2 separate regions of the Rattus norvegicus genome follow, and region 2 is linked to region 1. Evidence: chromatin contacts called from public Hi-C data. All regions are on one chromosome and are shown on one strand. The core of a region is the stretch at or near the end of the contact, and the rest is flanking DNA. Distances in the headings are between cores, read along the strand shown. Region 1 has its middle 39 kb from the start of Tarbp1. Region 2 overlaps LOC102547807 (a long non-coding RNA gene).

Region 1 (6,777 bases), core at 3,078-5,577:
TTATACTGTCTCATCCTCCCTTCCCCTCCCTCCGCCCCCTATCTTTTCTTCAAGAATCAGAGCTTGCAATTGTTGGTGATTTGACAGGACCGGCCTAGGAATGGAACTGGGTGTCCCGGCACCAATTAAACATCCTTCTCCTCCCAAACTGCCTCCCAGAACTAGAGTTCACCAGAAACAGTTAATAGGTTTGAGCATTTGGGTAGAAGAAGGGCTGGAGAGATGGCTCAGTGGTTAAGAGCACTGACTGCTCTCCCAGAGGTCCTGAGTTCAATTCCTACAATTACATGGTGGCTCCCAACCATCTGTAATGGGATCCGATGTCTTCTTCTGGTGTGTCTGAAGATAGCGACAAATCATTCTAAAAAGGAACATTTGAAAGAAAGAGAGAAAGAAAGAGAGAGAGAGAGAAAGAAAGAGAGAGAGAAAGAAAGAAAGAAAAGAAGACGAAAAATAAAGCCAGGGGCCCAGAAACACTCCTGGTCTGGTCTCTGTGCCATGGTCTGCCCATTCTTGACTTGTGTTAGACACACACTGTCTGTTTCCCTTCCTCCAGCTCCTGTGCCTTTGTTGTGTGACTGAAGGAAGCCAGAAGTCAGGAGAATTGGCAGTGCTCTGCCCCCTGGAAGTCCTGAACTCAGGTCATCAGGTTTAGCAACCAATGCCTTTTAACTACTAGTCAGCCATGCCTGGCACTTGCTTTTTAAAGTAGGCTGAGTAGAGGCTGAGAGATGGCTTGGTGGTTTAGAGCACTGACTGCTCTCCCAGAGGTCCTGAGTTCAAATCCCAGCGCCCACATGGCAGCTCACAACCGTCTTTGACTCTAGTTCCAGGGGATGCAACATCCTCACCCAGGCATACACGCAGCCAAGGCACCCGTGCACATAAAATAGAAATAAATAAGTTTTTAAAATAGTTGAGCAGTAACAAGCGCTCACAGACCAAACTGCCCAAGTGGGGTGTGGAGGCATAACACAGCGCTCTGGAGGGAGGGAGGGACAGGAGGACGAGGAGTTCCCCAGGGACAGCACCTGAACTTTTCTGTGTTCGCTGGTTAGAAGCTTGTCAAGGCAAGGTTTATTTCTGAAAATACGAGGTCCATGGGGCAGATTGCTTAGGATAATTTTGCCCTTAAAAGAACCTGACAGATGTGCTCTATAAAAATGAAGCTACTTGAAAGTCGGAGGAACTAAAGAGCACTGGCTGGCTTCTTTATTCGGTCTTTCCCTTATTTGACTTAGAAAGAGCAAACAAAACAAAACAAACCCCAGATATTTAGATTCTCCTGCCCGAGTCTCTCTGCCACCATGCCATCCCCAGTCTTCCCACCCTCGACCCCAGTGCCTATACAGGAACTGGTGCTGTGTCACTCTAGGGCTGTGTTGTTTCCAAGAAAAGCAAGCTGAGTCTTTTGAACAAGGGAGCCAGCTTGTCTCTCAAACTGATGCCTTAAAGCCTTCGGCCCCCTACGGCACTATGTCGTTGAGATGTTGTTGGGGGACAGAAACAACCCAGACTTTCGAGACAGCCTTGATTCTTCCTCTCCTCTTCCTGAATCAAGATAAATGTTACCATTTGAATGTGCAGGTCCCCTCCACCACCATCCAACCATCCAGGCTCATGTGTCTGAACACTTGTTCCCCAGCTGAAGGCACTGTCTAGGAAGTTGTAGAAGCATCTGGACATGGGGCCTGGTAAGACCACAGGAGAGGGATTTCCAAGGATTACGGGTGACCTGTAGAGCATATGAGACCCCAGAAAGCACAGTGTTCCCTTACATTGTCCTAGATCTAGAATACATGTTTGTTTTAATTTTTTTTTTTTGGTTCTTTTTTTCGGAGCTGGGGACCGAACCCAGGGCCTTGTGCTTCCTAGGTAAGCGCTCTACCACTGAGCTAAATCCCCAGCCCCTGTTTTAATTTTTTTAATATACTTTTTTATTTATGTGTACATGTGTTTCTATGCATGTGAGTGCAGGGTCCCTGGAGGCCACAAGAGGGCGCCAGATCCCCTGGAGCTGGAGTTCCAGTGGTTTTGAGTTACCTAACGTAGGTGCTGGGAACTGAACTCTGGTCCTCCCACTTCCAGATTCTCGCCTTGATTTTTGTGTTTTGATGTTTGATTTTGTTTTCACAGAAGCACACCACCCTTGAATTTTTGATTCTGACTTATTTCTTTTAATACGGCGATTGTCGGTTCCAGCCATCTTCCTTGAGGCAGAGCCTCTTGGATCTCGTGAGAGAAGCGAATCAAATCTAGGAATCCTCACAGAACAAATGTCAACTTTTCAAGTGAATTCAGAGGTTTATCCTTAAATGTCTCCTAGGCTGAAAAACAATACAGCTTCAAAACTTACCTGAAAGAAATTCGGTGAGGGCTGGGGAGACAGCTTAGTTGTGAGTAGAGGGGCCTGAGTCAGACTGCAGAAACAATGCAAAAAAAATCAAAACAAACAAACAAACAAACAAACAAAAAACCCTAGACCCAGGCCAGGGAGAGATCTTGCCTCAAAAACAAGGTAATGATAACGTTTGAGGAATGATACCTGGGGTTGACTCCCAACTCCATGTGTCTTCACACATACATCAACACACACGCACGCATGCACACACTCACACATGCATACACACAGAGAACAAAGAAATGGGCTAACCTACACCTGTAATCTAAAACTTGGGAGGTTGAGATAGAAAGATTGGTGTGAGTTTAAGGCCTGAACTACACAGAAAGACCCTGTCTCGAAAAATAAACAAAGAAAGGAAGAAAGGAAGAAAAGAAAGGGGGTAGGGGAGAGGGAGGGAGAAGGGAGGAAAAACAGAGCAGAGAGGGAGGGGTGTGCTGTAAACTATGATCAAGACTGTGCCTTCAAGGACTGGTATCCGGTCATCTCTAGTCCTTCCCTTGTATTTTCAGCCTGGCTCTTCTGTCTCCGTTACTGTTCACCTCCCTCCCTCTCTGGACGATTTAATTATCCGTGTCTAAAGGCCAGGGAAGCAATTACGTTTCGGCTACTGGCCTGGAAAGGCAACCCAGGTTCCTCCATCCTGGGATAACCTAATAAGTTTTAAAAGCTAGTCTTCCTCTTCACTTTGGAAAAGCTAAAACTGCCAGGCCTGGGGAAAGTGGAGTGTGGAGTGTCCCCTCACACCCGGCACAGGGCAACCATCAGCATCTGAGCCGAGTCTGGTGAAAACGTGTTCTCGTTATTGACTGTCAAACGGCTGGAAATCGGCAGTCTCTAAGAGGAACGTTTCGAAACAGCGATCTGTTATAAGGGTCGTTATTTCTGCATCCCCAACTAATGTGTCCTGCTTTCTCTCCTGCCATGGTCTGGCTCAGCTGGGGACAATCTTGTTCCCTAGGTGGGTCAAACAATGTTAAGAGCTGGTATCTGTGAAGTAGTGATGGCATTTGTGTGTGACGGGCTTGCCTCTGCTGGGCACACCTGGGTGTGCTAAGGTGGGATTTAGGCTGACCTGAGATTTCTTTCTTATCCTTTGTAAACGTTTTCTTTTTTTTTTTTTTTTTTTTTTTCGGAGCTGGGGACTGAACCCAGGGCCTTGCGCTTGCTAGGCAAGCGCTCTACCGCTGAGCTAAATCCCCAACCCAAACGTTTTCTTTTTAAAAATAATTTTTAAAAAAAAAAATAGGGGCTGGAGAGATGGCTCAGTGGTTAAGAGCACTGGCTGCTCTTCCGGAGGTCCTGAGTTCAATTCCCAGCAACCACATGGTGGCTCACAACCATCTGTAATGGGATCAGATGCCCTCTTCTGGTGTGTTTGAAGACAGTGACAGTGAACTCGCATACATAAAATAAATAAAACAAATATTTTTTGAAAACGTAGATGTGTCTAGGAGTTTTGTTTGCCTGTATGTCTGTGTACCGCATTCATGCCCAGTGCCCACAGAGGTCAGAAGAGGGGATCAGCACTCTGAAACTGGAGTTTGGATGATTGTGAGCTACTGTGTGGGTGCTGGGAATCGAACCCTGATCTTCCAGAAGGGCAGCCAGTACTTGTCACCGCTGACCCATCTCTCCCCATTTAAAATGCGACACTCATCAAGATCTAAAGAAGATATATATCTTTATCCTTTCACTCTGGTCTACAAAAGAAGCTTGCTGCTGACTGGGGCTGTGTGTTCTGCCGGCACTATCGAAGCAAGCTAACCTAGATAGGAACTGGAGTTACATCAGCTGTCAGGCAGGGAGTCTGGCCCCGCGCCAGCCTGTGAAAACCAAACGAATTTGCGTCACCGTTCCCTTGGTGATGTTTCTGGGAGCCTTGTCAGCTCTCCCATGAGGCTGCTCCCTTAATATGTCAACAGACGTCCCTAAATCTTTAGTGCTGAATAGCTCTTTCCCGTCTCTAGAAGCACGTTGGTGACCAAACAGCTAACGGATGGCGTGGCTGCCATCTTTAGAGCCCATTTCTTTCATGGATCAGGAGTTTGTACGGGGGGTGGGGAGGCTCTGAGAAGATTTTTGCTGCCCTGTGATGCAGTATCTACATTTGAGGGATTCGGTCAGCAGCTTCAACCCAGAGCTGCCTTTCTGCTGCCTTCCTTAGGAAAAGCCCTCATTCCCCCTCCCAGCTCTCCCAAACCTTCCCATTACCGGGTCACAGTGCCGAGTATGGAAGAAGCGGTCACTCTGAAGACCCCCAGAACGGGCCCCGATTAAGAGCGGCTTTCTGACCACCCTCGCCGAGTGTGGGAGAAGCGGTCGCTCTGAAGACCCCCAGAACAGGCCCCGATTAAGAGCGACTTTCCGACCACCCTCCACACGTCTATCCCCTGCTCATTGTGAGCCATAAATAAAAAAGCACGTCTGCCTCCGCCCCTGTGAAATCTCTTGTTTTCTGCGGGATGTCTTTTTATTGATCTCTGCTGCTGGTCAGGCATGTTTTCCTTGGAGAAGCAGTAGAGGGAACCATGCCCCATAATCCCTACCACGTGGGGCACTAAAAAAGCCCTGTAGACAGCCTAGCTGAGTCCTTTGCCCTACATGGACCTCCAGGTCATTAGACAGTTGCTGCCCAATTAATCACAGTCTTTAGATGTCTTAATGTGGAGAACGGGTCTTTCCTCTGTGGTGATTAGGGAAAGGTGTGCTTTGAAAGTTTATTATTATTATTATTATTATTATTATTATTAAAATTTTTATGTGTGGGGGCGTATTTTGCCTGCGTGCATGTCTGTACTCAATGTTCATGTCCAGTGCCCTCACGAGTCAGAAGAGAGTGACTGGGGGTGGAGTTACAGATGTCAGTGAGCCACCATGTGGGTGCTGGGAACTAAACCTGATCCTATGCAAGAGCTCTTAATGTCTCCTGGCTCTCTGCCTTTCTTTCTTTGTTTCTTTTTGACCCAAGGTCTTATGTATCCTGGGCTGACCTCAAATTCACCACCTAAGGCAAAAAACAGCCTCAAGCTCCCAATCCTCTGGCGTCCATCTCCCAGATGCTCAGATGATGACGCTGTGCCACCCGCCATCCTGAGAATTGAACCCAGAGCTTTGCGAGTGCTTGGCCAGCACTCTCCCAACAGAGCTATCTCCCTGGTGCCCTGAGGTTCTTTGAAACATCACGAGTTCCACCAGTGACCATGACAAGGGATTGCAGAAGGAGCCGCTGTCCCTTCAGTGAGCCTAGAAGTGAAGGCGGGCTGAGAGTCCTCTGTCTCTGGGGGGTTTGCGGCTGTGAACCTACCTCTGGGTAAGGGCACCTGAAAGTGCTTCTTCCTCTCCCTTTCAACCACAGAAGTAATCTTAGCTTCAGTTCACTCTGTCTCCTATGATGCGTGTGGTGCCATCTCTCCAGCCTGGCTATATAACTCTTATATATAAAACCAAATGTGTTTATGTATACACATACACATGAGGCACACTCTAAAAAAGAATACTGTTACATACAAGTGTACACATGAAAACCCATATGAGGTTCACACCTGCGCACATACATGTCACATGCAGGGGAAATAGCAGGTAGGCATGAGGCATGTGTGATAGCAGGTGCAGGATTTGTCCCTCATGCTCTTTCTCTGTGGCCTTTGGTATGTCAAAATGGCTGATGAGCACAGGTCTGGTTTGCCAGGCATGGTACTGAGGGTCTGGTGACCAAGAGTGCCCAGAGCTCTTATTTCTACAGAGAGACTAGGGAAGGGTATGGGGCACAGGGAAAACTGGAGTGTGTATCCCTTGAGCTTCCCACTGTCTCCTTTGCCACCACAACCAATGGCTGTGGGGTGACTGGAGGGACCTGTCAGTTGGCCAAGAGCTTCTTGTGAAAATGACAAACTCTTTGTGGGAACCTCATTGTTTAGGAACCATGTGTAGTGCCTATGTGCTGCCACTCAGTTCCTTCCAGGCATGGAAATCATAACACACATGTAGACATACATACATACATACATACATACATACATACACGCAAACATACCTACATACATACACATACACACATACATATACACATGCACACACAGAGACATACAAACACACATGTAAACACATGCACATACACATATACACATATACACTGACACACAGACACACATATATAAACACATGCACACACATATATACATACACACAAACACACAGATACACACATAAACACATGCACACACATACACATATACACACATACATACATACACACAAACATACATATACACATGCATACACAGACACACACATAAACACATGCACACACATATACACATATATACAGACAGACACACATACATATACACATGCACACACATACACACACATAT
Region 2 (6,777 bases), core at 1,779-4,278, 340 kb before region 1:
GAACACCTGCCGGCAGCTATGTATCCATCCCCTTATTTGGGAAATGGCATACCTGTGAAGTTCATGGTGGGATTCGTGGCTCTGCTAAGAGTCAACATTCTTATTGGGACGGGTAGGTCAGCATAGTCAGTGTGGTGAGTTGCCTGGGATGTGAGAGGGATCAAGGTTCCTTCTGTCCTTGTGATCTGAGGAAAATGCTGTCCATGCAGGGTCTCTGCATGGATCTCTTACTGTGTCTCATCCCAAACACCACTGTCCTCAGGAAAATGTCTGATATGAGACTTGAGTTGGGAGCATGTGCCTTGTCAGGAACATGCTGCACAGTGCACATCTGTGGGGCAGGACATTAGTATGTTATGCTAACTTTTCCTGAGGAGATTGGAACAAATTCACCCTACGTAGGGTACCAGTGACAGACCAGAGTAACAATTCCCCTGAAGTCCAGCTTGGCGAAGCAATCAATGAGCAAGGGTGGTGGAGGCTTTACTTCTAGGTTCCTGGATGACTCAAAGGAAGCTGCAGCACTGGAAATCCCATTCCGGTATGGGCGATGGTTCCCCAAAGCTTTGTCTCTGGAGCTTCCCATACTACTTGCAGGCAGTTTGGTGGGTGGGAGAGTCTTCTCTCCAGTAAGTGTTTCTTCTCATACAGCCTTTGGGAGAAGCTTTGTGTATCTTGTAAGTTTCAGGAGCTTCATGAGATTTGTGAGTTGTTGTTGCTTTCTGGATCCTTGAAAGCTTCATTTACTTTCTGAATCTTAACTCTCTTCTAAGATAGAATGATCTAGTGTAGAGAAAATTGCCACACAACAGATGTATTTGAAAGGATGAAAAAGGGCCCCACTGTGTGAAGCACCTCTGCAGTGGCCCCAAAACAGTTAGGTATGTCTCTTGTGAGGAAGAAGTCCCCATGAGGATACAGTGAAGAAATGAGAGCCTTTAGCAGGTTGTCCCAAGAAAAGACACCTACTCCCTTACTGTCAGTCGAAGCCTTAGTGTGTGCCTCAGGGACTCAGAGCTCTCAAGCAGTACTGGAATGTTAAATGCAGGGGAAAACAGACCCTCAAAGCATGTGGCCACCATTTCTTCCCATCCTAACTCCCTTCTGTGTCCACTTTTTCCAGTTGAGGAAGGGAGGAGAAGAGGGAGGAAGCTGGCTTTAACTTTCTGTGTTAGAGCTCCACCTTCTACAGTCTCCTTGGAGCCTTTGCATTGTAGGCTAGCAGAAGGGTAATCCTCCTCTCTTAACAGTAGCCAATAGGGTGTCATGACAGCAGAGGTGGGACTCCAGCACACAGGACCACATAAGGACCCACTGTTCCCATGGAAGGCACACAGATTTGTCTTTGGTCAGACATACCCACTCCCATTCACCTCTGGGTATGGGGGTCTAGAATGTTCTTCATTGTTAACTCACACACTGTTATCTTCCAGACTTGCCCAGCCCCTCCAGAAAGCTCAGAGTCCTGTTTACTGTCTCTTTTTTCTGAAACAACCCATTCTCCTTGTTCAGTTGCACATCCGTCCATCTACGCATCCTGCATATTAAATATATCTTCACTGTGAGTTGGACCCGATCGATCTCTTACTGAATGGCTTTATCTGTTCATGACAATTTCTCGCAGTCTCTGGTTCCCCAGGCCGAGGGTGTTTGCACACACATTTTGTCATCTTCTCCCTCTAATTTTGGACTAGATTCCCACTCTCCTTTCTGTGTCTGTGTTTTCCCCATGATCTCATGCTGTTTGGGGCTTACGAAATGCTCCCTGTTCTGAGACCTCCTGATACCCTTGCTCTCCAGAACAGAGGATGGAGGGGCCAGCAGGATATCCAGGTTTGTCCTTTGCTTGTCCCCGCCCCCACCTGGAACCTCATCTGGGCCTGATAGGACAAACCCTTGTGGTCAAGGCCTTATCCCATACACCTGTCCCTTTAAAACCTACTTATTTTTAAAAGAAACATTGAAGCATTTTTTTTTAGTATATAAAATAATGGATTTCATGGTGACATTTTCATACATACATTTTATATTTGTTCCCTATTGCCCTCCCCTGTCCTTCCCCTGCCCCTCAGTCATTGTCCCTCTCCCTCCCTCCCTCTAAATAAGGCCTCCTGCTTTCCTGCCATTTATATATGGGAATATAGCTAAATCTAGTTCCATATATGAGAGAAGACATGACACTTTATCTTTCTCCCTTCGCTCCCCTCCCCCACCCCTCTCCCCCACATCCCCTTCCCCACCCCATTTCTCCCTCCTCTTCCCAACTTCTCTCCCCCAGCTCCTTTAAGTTCTCCTTTCCCATACCAACCCACTTCATATTATATATGTATTCTGTCTTCCAAGAGTCACGTCATATTCACGTACATAATGCATATGTAATCCAACTGTAAAAAAGCTGCATGCAAGGAAAAAAAAAAAAGAGTCCTTTTACTCCAGAGACAAGTGGCCTTGCTGAGATTAGCCACCCAGGAAGTGACTCCCTCTAATACCTACAGCATGCTCTGTGGAAGCAATCAGGCACCATGCACATGTGTACATGCATGTGTGTGTGTGTAAACTTTCATATATACATATATGTGTGTGCATGTGCACATGCACCTGTGTGTGTACACATGCATTATGTGTGTGCATGTGCATATGTACATGCACCTGTGTGTGCACACATGTATTATATATGTGCATGGGTATATGTACATGAACCTGTGCGTGCACACATGCATTATATGTGTGCATGGGTACATGCAAGTGCAATTTAAGTGGAAACAGCAGCACTTCTGGTCTGGCTCTAAAGTGCTTGGCTAGCCTTGCAATCCTCTTTTCACCAGCTCTGTTCTGACAGGAGGGCAGCTGTTACTGTTCGATGTGTGGAGAATACATCTCCGTGGAAGAGACAGGGGGAGCCAGGACACCAGGCTGAGTGGCCTCAGAGCAGGACGCATGCTCTCCAAGATTCTATTTCAGGATTGTCTGAGACCAGTGAGTGTTCTTGCCACAGAGGAATGCTCCCTTGGAGGCGATGGCTAACCTGGCCAGGCAGGGCAGGAATGTACGGCCTGTGGTGGTGACGCCTCCTCCCAGCAATGTGTCCTGCTTCCTGCTTTGAGTCACATGAGCTTTTTTTTTTGTCTGCCTCCCACTACAGCCTGCATTTTGCCCTTCCGTGTTGTCAGTGTGGGGGAATCTTCTGAGTCTGGAAGCCGTGTTGTAAAACTCAGAGCTGTTTTCAGCGTGCCTCTGTGACGTAAAGATGTTGGGAGGAGGGAAGGGACACAGGAAGGGAAAGGAGAGAGGAAGGAGGGCAAAAGGACAAAGGGAGAGAAACATCTTGCTGACGTTAAAGAAGACCGCATTTTACAGGGTAACATTACTGATTCCTCCACCATCCACCCCTTCTAATTTACTAGAAACCGAGCAGCCTGTTTGGAAACCCATAGCTTGCTGCCCCACCCCACCCCCTGCCAGCCCCCGTCCCCGCCCCCGCCCCCACCCCACCAACTCCTCCCTCCCTCACATTCTCCTTTGACCAAAGGAGCCGTTAATTGTTGAGAGTTTGAAAGCTACCTGATTCCTTGATACAGAGGGGGATTTCCATGAGTCATAATTCAGTCCCTGCTTGTGAGGGCACTGTAGCTAAAGTAAATCGATCCAGCTGATGAAAAAGGGCCCCTGGGGACAGAGAGGTCAGCTCTGCAGCTGGGGCAGCTGCTGGGGTTGTCACATGACTGGCTGTGCTTGCTCAGGCTTGCCCCCCACCCTCACCCCGTGCCCTCATGATCTCCCTGCACCCTTGCGATCTCTTCTTTGCCTCTAGAAGGCCCAGTTTGCAGCCTGGCTGGCTTCTGTGAGGGGAAGGTGATTTTCCAGGAGGTTGCCAGCCTCCTCCACTTGAAATGAGGGATTAGTACTGGTGAGATGGCTCAGCTGGTAACACGGTGGCCACACAAGCACGAAGACCCCAGAACCCACATAAAAAACTGTGTGTGGGACTTGCAATCCTAGTGTTGGGGAAATAGAAACAGGCTGCTCTCCGGGTTGGGCTGGCTGGTCAGCCTGGCTTAATTGGTGAGTCAGAGCCAGTGAGAGACCCTGTCTCAAAATCCAGGATGAATAGCTCTGGAAGAATGATAGCCAGGGTTGACCTTTGACCTCCCCAGGCCCGGACACACATATGTCAGTCTGACACACACACATACATGTACAGATCTAAAACAGCATACTGAAAATGGCTCCCTCCTGGAAGTCCTCTTTGCTGCCCCGGCAGGTTCTATGGTGTTTTGTTGAAGCCTCTCTCCCTGAGAGGTTCTGCTATCTGGACATACAGTTCCTGTTCACCAATACGATCTGGCAATAGTAACTTGCAACCTGAAGTTCCAGAAACAGCCGGTTCCATCACCGAGATGGTAGAGTTCAAGCTGCCGGCTGGCCAAGGCCGCAAGAGTTAATTTTTATCCCAGTGGAAAAAAAAATAATAAACATGGCATTAGCAACTACATGTTTATCAATTTGCAGTTCATTTCCAGCCAGGCCATCTCCCTCCTGTGTGTTTTTACTGCTGGCTGATGATCCGGAGTACGCTTTGCGAAACCGTATGCGGCTGTTAAAGCTCTGGCCTCCGTTGCACTTATGCAGTGTTTTCCAACTTAATTGCATAGTGCCATTTGGCTCCTCATGCTGCGGCCTTCCAACTGGCAGGTCCGAATGATAAAGAAGCTGCAGTAAAGCCAAAGGGCCTGCTAGGGGGTCACCTGGCAGCCGGGAGACCCATGCGAGGATTTTATTTTTCTGCTTTTGTAAGAAGCCCCCCAGTGAGCATGAGCTCATATTGGACCACCTTCTCTGGGTAGGAATGGATCTGTTGTGTTTCTTCACCTTGTTTTACGGGAGGCTGATGTCAGAGGAGGTGCTGAGAACAGCTGTCAGGTGCAGTTAGGGATTCTGACCAGGAGGACGCTGTCGGACAGCACCAGTGTGTGGTTGGCTCAAGGGCGATCGCTGGTCCCACAGCTCAGCCTGCATTTTCCTTTCAAGTGCTTTGTCCTTGGCAGGACGACAGCTCTCACCCATAGTGTCACCTGCCCTTTATCATTGGACTATTGTAGCCAGGGACACCATTTGGCTAGATGAAATGGAACAACGTCTGTGTACAACCATGAAGATACGAAACCCCTCCCCAGCCTCTCAGGGATCATGAATCGAAGTACACATAACAGAAACTGATGTTGCCGCAGAAACACTAGGGGAAAGGTGTGTCCTTCCTATGACTCTCAGGGGACCTCCCCAGGTCTAGTGGACCCTCACAGGACTCTCTCGATACGTAGGAAGGAAGAGCAGCCCTGGCTGCGCCCAGTAGGCAGTGGTGGAAGGTGCTTCAAGAAACCCCAAGGATGAGGCAATGTCCCATTTCCCAATGAGTAATTATGAAAGCACTGTCCTTTGTTGGGGTAGCATGAATATATAAACTTTAAAAAGTTTTGTGTGTGTGTGTGTGTGTGTGTGTGTGTGTGTGGGTGTGGGTGTGTGGTGTTGGGACCAAATGCAGGGTCTCCATGTGCCAGGCAAATCCTCTGTCACTGAGTGAATCCCCAACTGTCTTAGTCAAGTTTTCCATTGCTGCAAATAAAACACCATGACCAAAAAAAAAAAAAAAAAAAAAAAGCAAGTTGGGGAGGAAAAGGTTTAGTTAGCTTACACTTCCACATCATAGTCTATCACTGAAGGAAGTCAGGACAGGAACTCAAGCAGGGCTGGATCCTGGAGTCAAGAGCTGATGCAGAGGCTATGGAGGGTGCTACTTACTGACTCGCTCCTCATGGCTTTCTTTTAGAACCCAGGACCACCAGTCCAGGCATAGCGCCACTCACAGTTGGCTGGGCCCTCCCTCACCGATCACTAATTGAGAAAATGCCTTACAGCTGGATCACATGGAGGCATTTCCTCAACGGAGGCTCCTTGCTCTGATGACTCTAGCTTGCGTCAGGTTGAAACACAAAACCAGCCAGTACACCCTTTCCAGCTTCTTTTTAAATGACTGAACAGACTTCCTTACCACATCTTCTTACTTCTGCCCAGTGTCTTTGAGATCTAGGACTTTTTGAGTCTGAGCACCGTGGCCTCTGAAAAGGCTGTCTTGGGCCCCGCCGGCCATGCTGTATTTGGGATTTCCACAGTGGGTGTCTTCTTGCTTTTGCTTTTTGAAAGGGACCTTTGTGGGGTGTGGCTGCACCAGGAGATGCTCACGAGTGTTAAAGTTAAAGGGGACGCGCGCTTGCAAGGGATTAAAATGGCATGGGGCTTGGTGTGTTAGCCTTCTTGTTGCTGCAGAAGCAGCTTCTGGTAAATGAAACTTAAAGAGGGTAGGATTTGTTTTGGTTCATGGTGTGAGGGGCACAGACCATCAAGGTGGGCGAGGAGGGGCTGGGCGTGGCTACAGCTTCCTCACCAGAAGCAGGAGGCAGACGCTGGCACCGAGTCTGCAGCCGGGAGGCGTCTGGAGATGAACGATGGACTGGGCTTGACTTTATTTTTCTTATTTATTCCGAGGACTCCTACCATGGGGTGGTGCCACATGGCCGCATTCAGGGTGGGTTCCCTTTTCATTGGACATCTTTGGAAACATCCCTCGGATACAGGAAGGAGAGTGTCTCCTAGGGGATTCCAAACCTGGTCGAGATGACAACAAAAAATTAACCATAACATCTGAGTTTCTTTCAAAAAAAATTTTTTTTCCTATTGAGTATGGAGAAATGGCTAAGCAGTTGGGAGCACACAGTGATTTTT

Evidence for each region. Hi-C and Micro-C count contacts between places; a contact is called where the count stands out from the background.
Region 2: a contact with region 1 is called in a Hi-C map of Schwann cells, with 3 times the contacts expected there. The contact joins two enhancer-like sites. A contact is called at or near these places in 5 of 12 Hi-C or Micro-C datasets (the Rat2 cell line, Schwann cells, kidney and 2 more).

The regions. Positions count from the first base shown.
Region 1 is chr19:71,382,436-71,389,212 of GRCr8, reverse strand. No RefSeq gene overlaps it. Among named protein-coding and RNA genes, the nearest start is that of Tarbp1, 39 kb to the right of the region's middle. Within about 2 kb of position 4,327, at least 64 of the 93 cell types and tissues checked have an H3K27ac peak or open chromatin away from gene starts, as enhancers often do. A contact at or near this core is called in Schwann cells and prefrontal cortex, where this site is marked.
Region 2 is chr19:71,724,587-71,731,363 of GRCr8, reverse strand. It overlaps LOC102547807 (a long non-coding RNA gene), which reads right to left. Exons shown (of 6, transcript XR_010060536.1): 4 at 3,562-6,660; 5 at 3,026-3,234; 6 at 1-2,395. Among named protein-coding and RNA genes, the nearest start is that of Tomm20, 100 kb to the left of the region's middle. Within about 2 kb of position 3,028, at least 82 of the 93 cell types and tissues checked have an H3K27ac peak or open chromatin away from gene starts, as enhancers often do. A contact at or near this core is called in Schwann cells and prefrontal cortex, where this site is marked.